Linked DNA regions of Macaca mulatta: region 2 is linked to region 1. Evidence: chromatin contacts called from public Hi-C data. All regions are on one chromosome and are shown on one strand. The core of a region is the stretch at or near the end of the contact, and the rest is flanking DNA. Distances in the headings are between cores, read along the strand shown. Region 1 holds the start of EFCAB2 (EF-hand calcium binding domain 2). Region 2 holds the start of COX20 (cytochrome c oxidase assembly factor COX20).

The links. Hi-C and Micro-C count contacts between places; a contact is called where the count stands out from the background.
Region 2: a Hi-C map of cortical neurons shows a contact between it and region 1, with 4 times the contacts expected there. The contact joins the promoter of COX20 here to the promoter of EFCAB2 in region 1. A contact is called at or near these places in 4 of 14 Hi-C or Micro-C datasets (blood, cortical neurons, fetal cortex germinal zone and 1 more).

The regions. Positions count from the first base shown.
Region 1 is chr1:4,137,212-4,142,757 of T2T-MMU8v2.0, reverse strand. EFCAB2 (EF-hand calcium binding domain 2) reads left to right here and starts at 2,430. Exons shown (of 6, transcript XM_077998155.1): 1 at 2,430-2,554.
Region 2 is chr1:4,273,361-4,278,906 of T2T-MMU8v2.0, reverse strand. It overlaps COX20 (cytochrome c oxidase assembly factor COX20), which reads left to right and starts at 2,684. Exons shown (of 4, transcript NM_001257785.1): 1 at 2,684-2,794. The coding sequence starts at 2,753.

The DNA of each region.
Region 1 (5,546 bases), core at 1,181-3,680:
TGCTGTAGGAGTTCAGAGAAATAATGATTAATGTGTTTTGGAATAATTACATAATAAAAAGCTTTGCTGAATACAGTTAGTTTTAAAAATATAAAAATACAGGGGGGTTTACAGAGAAATCTGTTCAACTCAAAATAATTTTTAATTTATATATGTTTATATAAGAATTCTATTTTATTGACATGAAATACTGGTACTTTTTTTTTTGAGATGGAGTCTTGCTCTGTCATGTGGGCTGGAGTGCAGCGGTGAATCTCGGCTCACTGCAACCTCTGCCTCCCGGGTTCAAGCGATTCTTCTGCCTCAGCCTCCCCAGTAGCTGGGATTACAGGTGTGAGCCACCACACCTGGCTAATTTTTCTATTTTTAATAGAGGTGGGGTCTTACCATGTGGGCCAGGCTGGTCTTGAACTCATGACCTGAAGTGATCCACCCGCTTGGGCCTCCCCAAGTGCTGAGATTATGCCTGAGCCACCACACCTGGCCCAGTACTTTTACTGATGAGAAAACGTAATGTAAAAGGAAGGTCTGTCTTACACACAGTACGTGCTGAATCTGGGTCTTTTTTGAAAAAAAGTCATTGAGAAGACTTATTCCTATCTTAATTTTTAAGACATATATTACCAAACAGAAAAACTGTACTAGATACTGGGGATATATGAATGAATAATGCTGTTTCTGTCTTCAAGACCTTACTGTTTGGCAGGTGGAAACAAGTGAACGAACGAAAGCATTGCAAATCAGGCTGGGCGCGGTGGCTCAAGCCTGTAATCCCAGCACTTTGGGAGGCCGAGACGGGCGGATCACGAGGTCAGGAGATCGAGACCATCCTGGCTAACATGGTGAAACCCCGTCTCTACTAAAAAATACAAAAAGCTAGCCGGGCGAGGTGGCGGGCGCCTGTAGTCCCAGCTACTCGGGAGGCTGAGGCAGGAGAATGGCGGGAACCCGGGAGGCGGAGCTTGCAGTGAGCTGAGATCCGGCCACTGAACTCCAGCCTGGGTGACAGAGCGAGACTCCGTCTCAAAAAAAAAAAAAAAAAAAAAAAAAAGAAAGCATTGCAAATCAATGTGGGAGGCTCTATGAGTATGGGGCCATAGAGGAAAAGGCTGAGAGGGAGAGCTTCAATTAGTAGGTGACTTCGAGAAGGTCATCCTGGCCAGGCACGGTGGCTCACACCTGCAATCCCAGAACTTTGGGAGGCCGAGGCAGGCGGCAGATCGCTTGAGCTCAGGAGTTTGAGAGCAGCCTGGGCAACAGGGGGAAACACTGTCTCTACAAAAAATACAAAAACTAGCAGACATGGTGGCGCAAGCCTCTCCTCCCAGCTACTTGGGAGGTTGAGGTGGGAGGGTCACTTGAGACCGGGAGGCGGAAGCTGCTGTGAGCAGAGATCGCACCACTGCACTCCATCCCGGAGGACAGAGCGAGACCCTGTCTCGAAAAACAAAAGACAAAAACAAAAACAAAGACAGTCATCCTGCATGACAACCAGGAGGGGACAAATGTGTGTTTGTGGGAAGCTGAAATGATGGCGGGGGAGAGAGCAGAGAAAGACGCTCCAGAAAAAGGAAACTGTAAACAGCAGACGAAAAAGCATAGTGAATGAATAGCAAGCCTGAGACCAAACTTAGGGTTTCCTACACTTATTTCAAAGCCCTTCATTATCTATATGGAGAGGGGGAGGCTTTAAACACAAATATTTAGATCATATTGACTGAGATGTAGATATAAATGAATGCTAATAATTACTTTTCGTTATTTTGGGGTGTTAAAAATTTACTGTACAAGATTGTATTCGTTTTAAGTATCTTCTAACATGAGCCATTTTGTAATGATTCAGTTGTTTATATTCAATTTCAGGCAGAATGCTGATCACAGCACCAAATGGGTATCTTCTACAGAAAAAGTTATTTTAATAAAAATATAGTCAGGATTTCCTGAGAGATTATAGAAACAGAATAAAAGCATTAAAACTGTTAAGTCATTAAATACGAGTACTTTGTATTTTGAAGGCTCTTAAAATTTAATTTAGTTTATAAATTGCTTTTACATAACATATGCACTGAAATACCATTTAAAATTAGTTTTGAAAATGTGTTCGTTTGAACCACATCGTTAGGTATTTTATTCAAAGCTCTTTATAAAAAGAGCTTTACTATATTCCAGTATAAGTAAACTTGTCCTGAAAATAAGAAAAATTTAACCTCATGCTATGGCTGCAAAGTTTCCGGAAAGCAGGATTTAAAACTTCCATTGTAACTTTAACCAGCGGTCATGTCAAATTTCACAACTAAGAACATTTTAACGCATGTTAACACTGAGCACAACATGGGCACGTTTTTGTTGCTATGAGAACCTTCTATTTTGTATGAGACATTGCAGCCTTGACGACGCAATGTTTGTGCCTATTTTGCGCATGTTTTTCTACAGCTATTCCTCTCCTCTAGTAATAATAGTCGAATGGCTCTGGTTTCCTCTTGCGCCCGGCCCAGTTTTTCCGTTTCAGCTTAGTTGTCATAGGCTGTGCTGCCGCTTTCTCTGGGAAAGGACGGTGAGGACTGGACGGGAGAAACCGGGAGGGCAGGCGCGGCCGTTCTGCAGCAGCCGGGCCGATGGGAAGCGGGAGGAGGAGGTCGGGCCGCGGGCTGGTTCTGTCACCCCCTCGGGAGCCCAGCTCTTCACCTAGCTCTCCGGCGCTTTTCAAAATCTGCAGTTCACAACAAAAATCGAGCAACGCCACGTCGCACAAACAGGACAGGAGGGGCGAGGGTGTGTGCGCGCGCGTGCTGTCCCCAAATGGATGAGAAATAAGGGAAGGGGGGCTGGGGAGCGTGTGATGAAGTAACACTGCTAGGCCCGCGACTAGTCGGGCCCCGGCCTCGGGTCTGCAGGGACAAGGTTGGGGGCCGGGTGGCAGACGCGGCTTCTGGTCTTCCCCCAGCGCGAGGGTCGTGGCGGGAAGCGGGGACGCGGCGCGCGCTCGGAGCCTTCTCCCCGCCCCGCCCCGCCCAAGGGTCTTCCTCCCCCAGAATTCGGAGCGGCCCCTCCTCCAAGCCAGGCTCGCCGCGGGGCGCTGAGCAGGCCGGGACACCGCGGCCGAGGTTATCGTTAGGCATCTCCCAGGCGACCGGCTCCGCAGCAAGATGGCGGACGAGAAAGACAGGGAAGGTAAGGTAGGGGCGACGGGGAGCCGCTGGCCTCGCCGCCCGCCGCGACACCGGGTCGCACGGGGAAGCGCCGGGTGGGGTGGGCCCTCGTCCATCTGGAGTCCCCAGCCGCAGGGAGAGGGTGGCCCGAGGAGGGGGCCATCCCGCAGCAGCAGCAGCCGCCGCCGCCCTGCCCCCGTCCCCGCAGCCAGCCCGGCCTGCCGCTCCGCCCCGCCCCGCCTGTCTCCCCTCCTCCCGCCTTCTTCTCCCTCCTCCCGCCTTCTTCTCCCTCCTCCCGCCGTCTCCTCCCTCCTCCCGCCCTGTTCTCTCTCCCCTCCTCTCGCCCTCCTCCCCCTCTTCCTCTCCTCCCGCCGCGTCCTCCTTCCCCCTCCCTCGGAGGCCGGGCCTCGGCTCCTGCGCGGGCTGCGCCGGAGGCGCCGGCAGGGGGTGCTGATAATGGCGTCGTTGTTCACTGTCGCGGGGAAGTCGTCGCCGCCTCCACACCCTCGCCGGGGGTCTCGGTGCCGCAGGTGCCACGCCCGTAGCGGTCCAGGCTGTGGGCCCCGGGGGGTGGCCTGGGTGAGGAGGAGTTCTGGCCGCCAGAATCTGGCGGGATCCTCTGTGTTGGCGCCGAAACCCCGCCCTGGCGCAGCCTGATGGCGTTCGCGGCCACCATTTTGCCTCCTTAATGAGGACGCAGGAGGACGGTCTGGAGGTCACCGCCGCTGCCTCCGAGCTTCCCGGTGCTCCGAAATGCCTGCCCCGCGGCCGGCTTGCGTCGCGCAACTGGCCTGTTGTCTTGTCTTAAAAAAAAAAAAAAGAAAAAAAAGACACACACCTAAACAGCAGTTTTAATAAAGATGAAAACCAAAATCTGGCGGAGACCTTGGAACCGCTCGCGGTCCCCGGGGGACCACCCAGCCCCGCGCGGTGGCCGCCTGCAGAGGCGGGACTGCGCTTCGAGGCTTAAGGTCGCCAGATCAGAGGCATCGGTGTGTTGCCTGTGCGGAGACGCCAAAAAGTGATTACGTTTATTTGCAAGACCTTTCATGTTGTTTTCAATTCATGGTGTGATTAATGGTAGGATTAAAACCCGATCCTTGGTTACCATGCCCTTAGGTACTCAAAAATAATTGTGTTACCCAAAAATATCCAAAAAGCCATAAAACAGTAAAGGTAAACAAGTAGGAAGTGAAAATATTCCTCCTTTGTTTTCTTTCTGGAGTGCTCAAAACACCCCCTCAAACCATTTTTCTCTGCACAGAACCAAGTGTGGTCAGGTTAACAGCTAATATTTACAAGGGAAGAAACGAATCCTGAGATATTTAGTCACTTGTTCCGGTGATCACAGAAAATCGGCGAAGACACACATGAAACTGTGCCAACGGTCTACCTATTGATAACAAGGATACTGTGATTTTTATATAATATTAATCCGAGAAGCCAGGATTATTTTATAGGTATTACTTTACAAAGGTGCCCTTGCATACAAAGAAAAGGGTGGTTTTAAAACTTTCCCTGAAAAATTGATGGCTTATTTTTATTTACCAAAAAAAAAAAAGAAAAAAAAAAAAAGGAAAACCATTAGGAGATAAACTAGCAGGTAATTATGGATATTTATTTTCTTAAAAAAGGTTAGGTCAGCATGAGAAAAAACGCACTGGAGTATGGTACAAATACAGTATTTATCGGTTTTTAAAATTGAGAGTTTTCCTGATTTTTCAGCTTTTGAACTATTTTTCTATTTAAAATAAATTCAGAGAAACAATTCTCATAGAAGAAATAATCACTGTTAAAAGGTGGATGCCATTCATTCAGAATACATATATCTAATGCCATTATGTAGATAAGGCATTCATTCTACTTAGAACTTTGAAAGATACAAAGATGAAAAAGTCATTGTCTTTGCTTCCAAGAAAGGTGAGATCAGTAAGGGAGATGAGATATATACAAATGGGAGGGAATAGTTAACTGGGCTGAGTAGTCTCGGTGCCAACCACTGTGCTAGGTGTGTATCCTTGTAGTCCGTGGACAGCAGCCTGGACATCACTGGCTGTCCCCGACCTAGTGAATCAGTCTTCATTTTAACATGTCTGTGGGTGATTTGTATGTACATTAAAGTTTGAGAAGGCCGGGCGTGGTGGCACGCCCTGTAGTCCCAGCTACTCGGGAGGCTGAGACAGGAGAATCGCTTGAACTGAGGAGGCGGAGGCTGCAGTGAGCCAAGATCGCGCCACTGCACTCCAGCCTGGCGACAGAGTAAAACTCCGTCTCAAAAAAAAAAAAAAAAAAAAACAAAGTTCCAGAAGCACTCATATGCTATATCTCATTTATTGTTAACAGTTTTATGGATTAACTAGTTGCAGTTTGAAGGGTATTATGAAATAAAGGCATTTT
Region 2 (5,546 bases), core at 1,435-3,934, 140 kb before region 1:
AAAAGCCGGGTGCCAAAGCTCATGTCTGTAATCCCAGCACTTTGGGAGGGTGAGGCAGGAGGATCACTTCAGTCCAGAAGTTTGAGACCAGCCTGGGCAACATAGTGAGACACCACCCCCCACCTCCCATCTCTACAAATAATTTTTTTAAGAAGGAAAAAGAAGAGTTTAGAAAGAGAGACATCAAACTGTTATATTTACCTTAAAAAGGAGAGAAAGAACTGAGAGAGATTTTTACTTTCCATTCTATAACTGTTAATTAAAAATGGAAGTATTATGCAATTTTGTGAAAATAAAAATTTTAAAATAGCCCAGGCACAGTGGCTCATGCCTGTAATCCCAGCACTTTGGAAGCCCGAAGCAGGCGTATCACCTGAAGTCAGGAGTTTGAGGCCAGCCTGGCCAACATAGTGAAACCCTTTCTCTACCAAAAATACAAAAATTAGCCGGGTGTGGTGGCGGGCGCCTGTAATCTCAGCTACTTAGGAGACTGAGGCAGGAGAATCACTTGAACCTGGGAGGCAGAGGTTGCAGTGACCTGAGATTGCACCACTGCACTCCAGCCTGGGCGACAAAGTGAGACTCTGTCTCAAAATAAATAAATAAATAAATAATAAAAAATTAAAAAAAATTAAATCGTCCATGTGAAAATACTTTTCAAAGGCAAATAAAACGGACCCCAACAATGTCTACTCTAGCAAATTTTCAAAGTCACAATAAAAATAAAATAGGATGACTCAGTGGTGTTTTACTTGGTACTTTTGCAGTTTTCCTTTTACAACATAATCAACAACCACTTCGAAAGAATTCCCCGCTCCTTCACGGAATATTACTACCTTCAACACTGTTTTTCAGATCTGGAGTTCAAAGCATAGTTAGCATTCGAATTTCAGCGGAGAACCCAGAATTGGCAGGATATCACCAGCAGGGTGACTCTCTTCTTTTTCCCTAGCAAACAGTAGAACAGGACGTAGTTTCTCCCCGCGCCCAGACGGACCTTCGATCTTTCTCCCAGGCTGGACTGCAGTGGCGCGATCTCGGCTCACTGCAACCTCCGCCTTCCGTTTTCAAGCCATTCTACTGCCTCAAGCTCCCGAGTTGCTGGGATTACTGGCGCCCCCCACCACGCCAGGCTAATTTTTGTATTTTTAGCAGAGACGAGGTTTCACCATGTTGATCAGGCTGATCCCGAACTCCTGACCTCGTGATCCTCCCGCCTCGGCCTTCCAAAGTGCTGGGATTACAGGAGTGAGCCTCCGCGTTCCGGCACAGCATGTAGTTTCTAACTACAATTTCAGAAACAAAAACAAAAAACAACCCCAACCCCCCCCCCCACACACACACACACACCTCACTTTAAAAAAATTAACTGTGACACATACACCTCCTACACCGTGTATTTTACTGGGATCTAGAAAGGTATTAAATGGGCATGCAAGTAAGGTCGTTACGGAATAAGAATACGCCCAATGAACAGTGCTTATGAATTCGACATCGTTAACAGTGACCGCTTGCTGTCTGCCAGCGAGCAGCAGAGTTCGAAGCAGCATGACTTTGCACAATGACATACTCTACAAGTCCAGTCTCCCAAGAGTGCCCTTTGAAATACATATAACCTGAACGTGAAATGTAAAAGTACATAAAGGAGGCATAAAGTTAAAGGGGAAAAATTATAAATACTAGAAAAAATTGCTTTGTATTATTTGGATGGCTGAAAAATGGGCTCGACCCTGCACGCACGCGTTCTCGATTTGAGCTCGCCAATATGCAGTATTTTGTTTCACGTTATGGCGCAGTCGTAGGGAAGAGTGAAACGTGGAACACGACTTCACATCAAAAATGCACGTTGCAGAGGCATTTTTCCTCGGGGACGCAGGAAGACTTCGCCCCACGCGCGCCCTCCCCGCGGACACCAACGTCCTGACGCAAGTTCATTAGCGAGCCGCTCCCTCCATTTTGTCCCCCGTCTCCTTTAGGCGAACTGCGCCGTGCTATTTTAAAGCCACTTAGTAATGAAACTATAAAAGGGAGGAAGTGGGGTGGGCGTGGGAGCCCCGTTTGCGCGAGGCAGGCGCTGGGGACTAAATGGCTGCTGGTGCGGAGTGGGGCTGCCCCGGCACCAAAGGCTCGTCCCGTGGCCGGAAGGACAAAGGACACTTAGGGGACGAGGGCCGCCGAGCCAGCGCTGAGCGCCTTCCGGGTCGGTGGGCTGGGGCGGGCTGTGGGCTGCGCCGACCCCCGCAGCGGGGCCCACCCCGCGGGACAAAGCAGCGGCGCCGCGCCCGCTCCCTCCAACGCGGCCCCGCCCCTCGGCGCGCGCCCGGGGCTCGTGCACGTGAGCACGCGCGCCAGAGAAGACGGTTAGAAATGGCGGTTGGGGCGGAGGAGGGGGCTGGGGCGGGAAGCGGAGCTCTCTGGCTCGGTTCCGCCCCCGCCCCGCCAGGAATCCGGGAGCCGGTTTGTTTTCCGAACCCTTCTCCTTCCGTGCTCCCGACCCTGCAGGCTGTGTGCCGGGCTGGGAAGAAAATGTGGCCCGTTCGATGGAACAAAGGACATGACAGCCCAGGCACCAGCCCGTCCCGGTGCGGCCACTGCGGAGTATTAGGAACGTTCCCTAAAATGGCGGCCGGCGCGTGGGGACGGGGCGGGAGGCGGCGGCGCAAGGGGGCGGGACGGGGAGGGGCGCGGCTGGCCAGGCTTCTGCTCCGGCGACCCCGGCGGTGAGGGCGGGTGGAGTCGCGGAGTCGTCCTCATGGCCGCCGCGCCGGAGCCCGGTGAGCCCAAGGAGAGGAAGGTAACCCGGGGGTCGGCGGGGCGCGCGCCGCGGGTGGGCGGTGAGGACGGTCTCCGCGGAGCTCCAAGGCCCGGAGCACGTGCCACTGGCTTCTCTGCCACCCATGGGCTTGAAACTTAACTGTTCCTAGTCCTTATCCCCAGCCCCCAACATTTTAATCTAAGTTGCCGGGACAAAATTGACCAAAACTAGGGGGAGGAGGGGACCAGTAGTACTAATGACTTACTACAGGTCATTATGAAATAAACTAACAATACTGAATCTTTTGGCGAGAAAATTTTGCTGCTAAGGGCACTGCACTGTAATTTGCTAGTAAAGGCTAATAGTAGAGATTAAAGCTCCCTTGAGGACAGGTGCCTTGTCTTTAACACGTTGTATTCATCACTTTTAACACAGGAGTAAGTAATTGATGAGGGATGACTTGATTGTACTACGATGAGATGATGGGTTTTCTTCTCCATCACCAGTAGCCTCCCTAGCTGGTGTCCCTGTACTGTCTCCTGAATCCACCTTCCACTGTTATCCGCTGGCCCCTTCCAGTCTGTAAACTGGACAGTTTTCAGCCCTCTGCCTAACATCCGGTCGTAGCAGCCCATCCCAACTCTTTAAGGATAAAACCCAAATTCTTGGTATAGTAAAGCTAAACCAAGCGCTCTCCCTGGAAGGGCTCCTGTGTTTCACCAAAGCCGACTTAGGTACTTTCCCCGTCTTCCCAGGCATCCTGTACGTCGTTACACTTATCATATTGGAAGGCAATAAATGATCTTGCGTGGGCTCCTTATTAAGAGCAGGGAACCCAATTTCTATTCTCAGGGCAGAACAGGTATTCAGAAAAGGATAATGGAAGAGGAAAAAAGTTTTAATATAAACTATGGAGATCGTAACATTGGCTAATCATGAGCAAGTATTTATAGAAGACCACTGTGTGCTAAACGGCTCCTAATATATACTTTTAAGATATTCTCTCAGCTTGGAAATTGTGCTCACTTCTTGCTCTTGCTTGCTTCTCTGGTGGGCTTCCATCTAAATTTGGCCAAGACATCAGATCATACGGTTAATATTAACACATATTGTATAAATTGTTTTCATACTTAATAGCGAACAGGTTTTGTCAGTTTACGTACTACTGGTGCCTTATCTATTTTTACTCTCCCATACACTGCCCATTTGGAATAAGCTTAGTGGTTTGTTTTTAAAAAAAAAAAAAAAAAAAGATCCTTGCATACACACAGTAAATCCTAGATTCAGTTTTGTGATAAACACTGGAATCCTGAATGGGACTTTTGGTAGGAGACAACTGCTTTTTATAAAGGTCATAAAGGTGGTTTAATCCATGGAAATTAAAAAAAAAAAGGATCAACATTGACCTATTTAATTGGCCCATCAGTAAGTAGCAAAACAATATTGTAGTTGTTGAAATGAAGATAGTTACAAGCTTCAAACTGAGCATCGTCAGAGGTGGGAGGCCAAAAAACAAAAAATCGCTCATGAAACAGTAGTACCTATCAGAGCCCATCAAAAAGCTAATTAATAGAAGCTATGACGAATTAACAGCCCAAGGTACTGTCAGAAAAGAAGCCTGTGGTATTTTTTTAAAAAGAATTTGTCAGTGATCATTACAGCACAACCCAGGGAGAAGGATTATTTTAAGAATTAGCAAACCTAAAGTAAAAATGGGAGTTACCAAGCTGGCATACCTTGACAGAACTAGCCCCTAAAATCTGTCCTCTGCCACATTCTTGTCCTTCAGGAAACTTTAAAATGTGAAATTTGGTACATGTAAATTCACATTCAGGTAAATTCTTAATTCACCCATTCAAAATATATTTACAGAGTGCCTACTGAGTATTAGGCACTACACTAGGTACTAGACTGATGGAGACAGGAAAAATCCCTTTAAGGAGCTGACATTCTACTCGGGGAATCAATAAGCAAGACTTCTGCCGAGCCAGTGATGCAGAGATCAGGAGAAAGGCGGCATGTGTTCGGTAACAACCGTCTCAGCTTGTTAGAGGAATGGCAAGGCCACGGTGCCTGGACTAGTGGCCAAGAGTGGGATATGAAAGAGCACGGGATCATGCAGGGCCTTTGGAGCAATGGTAAGGATTCTGAGCATAATCGAAGGCTACAGAGGACTTATTATAGTCATCTGGTACACATTTTTGTGAGTAGAATCAAGATCTGAAAAGGTACTGTTGATAGATGGTAATTTGATAGGACAGGTTGAGCTTCCCACTTCAAAAAAAACCCAAACATTTTCTTTTAGTGTCTTATCAGTTTCAGATTTAGGATGCTCAACCTGTATTAGCAATGAAGTTGGTGGGCAGTGGTTTGGCTCAGGATGTATTTAGAATGTAGATCCTTCCAGACTTGTTAATACATTGAATGTGGATTTGATGAAGGAATCAAGGATGACTCTTAGGTTTTGGGTCTGAAAATTGGTTGAGTAGTGAGTGTGCCATTAAGAGGCCGGTTTGGAGGTGAAAATGTATTTTGCAAATACTAGGTTCAAGGTGCTTTTTATACATAAAAGTGTCATTCAGCAGATGAATGAGGCTGAAGCTTGGGAGAAATTAGGGTTTGATTGAGAAATCTGGAGTCATGATATAATGGCATTTAATTGAAAGCCTTGAGAGACCTACGAAGAGACTGGATTTCAAAGGAGGTAAGAGTGGCACTTCAACATCAGGAGGGAACAGCAGCAACAAAGATGTCAATGAAATGGAAAACCAGGAGACGTATTTGAAGCCAA